2 separate regions of the Zea mays genome follow, and region 1 is linked to region 2. Evidence: chromatin contacts called from public Hi-C data. All regions are on one chromosome and are shown on one strand. The core of a region is the stretch at or near the end of the contact, and the rest is flanking DNA. Distances in the headings are between cores, read along the strand shown. Region 1 holds the start of LOC100280148. Region 2 holds the start of LOC103652462 (protein MON2 homolog).

Region 1 (3,034 bases), core at 351-2,850, 300 kb before region 2:
GACTTAACATCAACCAAGCCCCTAATATGCCACCCGACCTCCGTAGAAAAAAACGCAGCGTGTCATCATTGCCAAGCTTTGTTGCATCCCACAATCAAAGCAACTCGGACTTCTGCTGATGTGTGTTTCCTCTGTATTAACTTGATTCTCATTCATTCATTCACTCATGTTATGTTCATGTGCAGTAAATCATGATGCTGGATCATCTGGCTCTGCTAACCCACTTCCTGTTGCCGCTACAAAACAGTCTGTTGATGGAAACACTCTACGTGCAAAGCTGGAAGTTAACAAATCACACCTTGCAGAGCCAAGCACAGAAGTTGAAGCAATATATTCATCTACAGAAGTTGACAAACTGCCACTTCCAGGGCCAAGCATGGATATCGAAGTAATGGACTCAACTCTTGAAGTTGACAAACTGCCCCTTCCAGAGCGAAGCATGGATGTTAAAGTTGTGAATTCGTCTCTGAAAGTTGACAAACTGCACTTTGCAGAGCCAATCACAGAAGCTGAAGTGATCCACTCATCTCTGCAAGTTGATGAACCGCTCATTCCAAAGCCAGGCATGAGCTCATCTCTAGAGAACACACCTGCTGTGAATGGCCACTCAGCCCCCATATCCCCAACCATTACTCCTACTCTAATAAGCGTGCCAACAGCAACCATGCCTGTCAGCAATGACAGATGCGGTTGCTACATGTCAACCAACAGAATCCAAGTCTACCCTCGCCACACTGATATGGTTATCCCGGAAGGCGCGGCCGTGCTTCCCATCAGCGATAATCAGTGGGTAGCTGTCAGCCTACCTTATTCCATGGAACAAAGGTGAGACAAACCCAGGGAGACAAAACCATCCATAAATAACTAAATATCTTATGCAAATAATATCTCTGAACCCCACGTTATAAGTTTACTGGATTTGGGTTTCAAAATAATATCTCTGGGATTGCTCACACCGGGAAAATGCAGGGATTTCTGTTGCCGTAATCCGGACTGCCACTTAGGAAGATAAAAGCAGACAAAAGGATGGATGCTTTGTGATGATTATATAGCTTGTGATGCTGAGCATTGCCCGTGATGTACTAAAATCTAGTGTAACAAGACTGCCTTGCGCTGGACTACGATTAGTGTCCCTAATGCGGAGACTTGTGTGACTCCTATTGTATCTAGATTAAGCTGTACTTGTTTGACTATGTGCGGAAGTCTTGAGTTACACTCCTATAGTAGAGGACTTGAACTCTGGATGGACCATCCGCAACATTTATCATGATCAGACTTTTTTCATACTTCCTACTTGAGCTTGTTGTCTTTCGGAATGCTTCTGTATGTTGATATGCGCCCGAGTTTGAGCATCTGCTGGATGCGGTCGGCATGCTGTTCGTTTTGTTCTGCGAATTGCGATTTGTTCAACTCTTCCCAGCACACTTCCTCAGCAAGACCTCTGCGTCGAATGTATAGAGAGGACCGAATTGGAGCGTTCACCCATTCGCGTAAATTGTCTTGTGAAATGCTTTCCAGTTGAATGCCAAACGTCGTTTCGTACCGTGTGCAAGTGCAACAAATGCTGTTTCCATCTGCCTGCCCTCTTTCAGCGCGTGCCCCCGAATGTTCCTTCCGAAAGCACCGCGCTCGCCTACAGATCACGACACCTCGCACCGCCGCTCCCACTTCCGGCCTCGCCGGTGCGTGCATGTGCGCGCCAGGGACGCCAATTGAGCTCGGCTCCAGCACGCAATCGGCTGCAGAGTGAGCTCAGAGCTCACCCTCTCCCTCTGCCGCTGCTCCGCTGTAAGTCCCGGCTTGCTACTAAGCTAGCTACCAGCAGCGTCTGCTGCCTCCTCCTCCTGCTGCTCTCAGGGAGCTCTCCGTTTAGACCAGCTCGTGTGCTTCTTGGGAAGAGGTTTCCGCGTTGCTGTTTCTTTTTCAGCCTCGCATTAGGATTTCCAGGGAAATCGGGGGATGCCACTATAGTGTCCCGCTGTCGGCTAATTTGGCGGCCAGTATTTTATAACTAATGGGTTGTTCGCTTCCAGCTGTAAACACTATAGAAACAGGTATGGATTAAAGCCAATCGAATAGGCTATAAGATCTATAGAAACATGTATGGATTAAAGCCAATCGAATAAGCTATAAGATCTACTGAGACATGTTGACTTCGTTACCATGTTAATATATCATATTTTTCGTTGACAACACGACTGAGGCCCTGTTTGGAAGCAACCCAGATTTAAAAAAACCAATTTTTATCTTTTAGATAGGAGAAGCCAGCTTCTTGGTTTTTAATAAACTAAGAATCTAATATCTATAAACTGAGTCATAAACTGGTATGTTTGGAACTACATCAATTTTTATAAACAGTTTGTTAAAAACTGGGTGCTTCCAAACAATGCCTGAGTAGCACCATCAGTCTAGTTTCTTTTTTATCCTTGCTGATGATTAGTGACGCGGTACTCGCCGTATGCTGTCAAATTCTTCTATTCTTTACCTGCTGGGAAATGGTTCTCATTTAGCCGTGTCCAATGTACGTATTTCACTGTAGTGATACGTATCTGAAAACTGCACTTCTGTGGACACTGATAGAGATGCTGAAACTTTGATCTGTGAACACATTCTCAGTGTGAAACCCTTCTTTTACGAGTGACTTAGCAAGTAAGGGGTAACAATAATTTTCCCTCAAGAAGATAATGCCATCATGTGTTTTGCTACATGTTAAGGTGTGCTTCGTTTCTTGTAGAAGATCAGCGGGGGACGTGGGTTACAACTTAATTAGATCACGTCTTGAAGCTCATTTGTTGTGTCCTTCGAAAGAAAACCATTTTCTTTGTTCATACACTTGCACTTCCTTTCTGATATGCATGCTGATTTTGAATTATCTAATCTCTAATGATTCATTTAGGGCCTCTTGAATTCTGTTCATGGTTCGGGGATCAAGACCATTAGGCCAGACTATTTCAAAGAAATTTTCAGACATGAGATACTCCAATATTTCCTGGCCATTCCTTCTACTGCTATGTTTTGTTTCGATGGCAGATGC
Region 2 (3,055 bases), core at 412-2,911:
GTCGGCTCGCGAGCTGCATCTTTCTAAATAATATTGCATTATATAGTGACTTAATAATATATAGATGTGAAATATATAATCATCATTCAACATTATAAGTAATCTAAATTATAAATTGTCATATATCCATCATCAAAGGCCAAGGTACGAGTCAGATATCTATAAATTTATCTAATATCCATCATTATTGTATAGGTTGATTAATTTGGAACAACTCTTGGGCCGGCTCGGCTCTGATCGCTACACCAACAAGCTCGGAAACCTAGCTTGGCTCGGCTCGCGAGCCGCTCGAACTCGAGCTAGCTCTCGAGCCTCGATCTTTTTTTCCAGACCTACATTCGAAAGACAGTCATAGTGTGGAGTTCTAGAAAGAACTTCACCGAGAGTTTTGCTAGAGAGTTTTGATGATGGTTGTCTATTGATGAGGTAGACAACGGTAGATTCTGTTTCACACCAAAAAAATGCAAGGGGACAAACGAAGATATCAAAAGAGTGCGAGCAGTTTCTATGATACGAACATTTGGGGTAGGAGATTCTGGATTGAACAGAGAATTTTATAGACTATATAAATCTATTCAGGTCCTGAAACCTTTTGGTTGGGATCCTATTTTTTACAATGAATCTAGCTTAGAAAGCTGAACCAAACACACCCAAGGCTATCTCCAACAGCTTTTCCTATCCTATCTCATATTTCAAACTACAGTTTATAAACCGTGTGTTTTACAGTACTAAACGATGTCTTGCACGATCATATACATGTCTGCTGCAAACAACTTAAGTAACTAACTATGACATAAAGACTACTAATTTTAGCTAGAAATTATATTGCAAACAACAACAAAAATGTCTTGCCATTGAGATGGGGAGGCGAATGTAAAGTTAGGAGAATAGAGACACATATAGAGGAAGAGGGGGAGGACGAGGACGAGGGGTGAAGGTGGGCACGACTACCAACGACGGGTAGCGGAACGCTAAGGCGTGTTGACGTGGGCTTTGAATAGGCTGAGTTGATGGAGGCCTGCGTGTGGCTCCTTGCCCCTGTCGCACTAGATGAAATTGCACGACAAGTGCCGCACCTGAGTCGGTAGCGCGACAAAGGAATCATGTTAGGTGCTGTTTAGTTCACATATTTGTAACATAAACGATAACCGATAACGTTAAACTATGTTTGTTTAAGTCTAACTGTAATTAGATATCACACTAAAAACTGATACCGTTATATTTAAACTTGTTACCACTGATAATTAAGTGTGAATCATTACCGCTGCCATTTACGTTACATTTCGTGAACTAAACGACACCTTATTGATATTTTGTGAACCAAATGATACCTAATTGGTCAACTCGTGATCGAATTGAATTAGACCATATTTAGAAGCAACCCAGTTTTAAGAAAACCCGTTTTTTATCTTTTAGCCAGGAGATGTCAACTTCTTGATTTTTATGAAACTAAGAATCTAATTTTTATAAACTAAATCATAAACTGGTATGTTCGGAACCACATTAATTTTTATAAATCAGTTTCTTAAAAACGCATGACCTTAACTAAGTAGATTAGTTTTGATTTTCTCTGTCTCATGTTATTTTAAAAAATAGTTTTAAAAAGTTAAAATTTTAAAAAATCAATAGATAAAGGACAAAAAAGAAAAACATCATAACAAGAGAGCTATTTTATTATACCAAGATGCTCAGCTAACCGCGAGATCCAGAACGAACGGCGGGGCGACCTTCTTCCTGCGAAGGCAACTAAACATCGTCTGTCCCTCCTGCCTGGTCGGCTGGTCCCCGTCTCTTCTCAGATCTCACTTGTCCCGTGCCGCGCGCCCTCCCGCTTCCGATCCCCGCGTGAGCGCAGGCCAAAAACCTAACCCCTGGTCTCACCATCGCTTCCTCCGCCTGAGGAGGAGCAGGCCGGCGGAGGAGGAGATGGTCTTCATGGCGGCGCTGGAGGCCGATCTGCGCGCTCTCTCCGCTGAGGCACGCCGCCGCCACCCCGCTGTCAAAGACGCCGCCGAGCACGCTATACTCAAGGTACGCCTCTCCTTACCAAAGCAGTGCGCAGTACGCACACTTCAGCAGTGATCATGATACCGACACCCATTTCGCGTTCCTTCAGCGCCCTCGCCAGTTCCGGATCCATTTAGCGGCGGGGTAGCACACCAACGTTTAGGCCGGTAATTGAAATTTGGAAGTGTTGACAATATTCTAGTCTTTTATGCGATTGTGCGATGTCACTATATCAGAGTGTTAGAATTAGTGATATAGACAGCTGGAACCTCTGCAATTTGTGCATTGTGGTTAAGTTATATTAATGGTTAGACAAGTCTATCCTCTACGTGGTGTAGAACGATGAATGACTTTGACATTTGAGGGGAAGTCGGGCAGTGGCGGATCTAGGATTTTATCTAAGGGTATGCCGTTCAAAATTTTCATACATAAACTCGGTAAATTTATTTTTTAATTATATAATAATTATAGAAGCATCGTGATTCATTATTGATGCACTAAGTAACGCAATAACATCTAAATTCAAGGATTAAGTTAAATCATCCATTAAATACAATATAAATGGTTTAAAATTCATATTGATAGTTCAAATACAACCATAAAGGAGCATTAGAGATTTACACATTATTTGTTGACTGCCTTTCAAAGGAACATAAATGTTATAGATCTCATGAGTGTCACGTGGATCTCACGAGTGTTTATGTCCAGTGACATGTCAACATGTATTGATAACACACCAAGCTACGCCCTGCACACAATCCTTGAGGCCTCTACCGTCAGCTGCCCGGCCACAAGGTTGCCGTGGCCACACCAACTTGGGAGGGGCAGGCCGGGCAGGCAGCAGACCGCAGGTAGCAGACCACAGGCAGCAGGCCGGACGCAGGCTCAGCGGCAAGCCACAGGTAGCAGACGCCCGCAGCCATACCAGAGGGACCGAGGGAGAACATCCGCTCACAGGGTATGCCGTGGCATATACGGCATACCATGTAGCTCCGCCACTGAGTCGGGGGTTATATTGCTTTTGCTCAGATGCTTGGAACCGATTTTG

Evidence for each region. Hi-C and Micro-C count contacts between places; a contact is called where the count stands out from the background.
Region 1: a contact with region 2 is called in a Hi-C map of leaf, with 7 times the contacts expected there. The contact joins the promoter of LOC100280148 here to the promoter of LOC103652462 in region 2. A contact is called at or near these places in 11 of 25 Hi-C or Micro-C datasets (bundle sheath, ear, endosperm and 4 more).

The regions. Positions count from the first base shown.
Region 1 is chr3:197,868,291-197,871,324 of Zm-B73-REFERENCE-NAM-5.0, reverse strand. LOC100280148 reads left to right here and starts at 1,600. Exons shown (of 11, transcript NM_001153080.2): 1 at 1,600-1,788; 2 at 2,897-3,034. The coding sequence starts at 2,916. LOC100383324 reads left to right here. Exons shown (of 5, transcript NM_001175982.2): 5 at 186-1,285. The coding sequence ends at 829.
Region 2 is chr3:197,571,834-197,574,888 of Zm-B73-REFERENCE-NAM-5.0, reverse strand. LOC103652462 (protein MON2 homolog) reads left to right here and starts at 1,661. Exons shown (of 44, transcript XM_020550458.3): 1 at 1,661-2,031. The coding sequence starts at 1,927.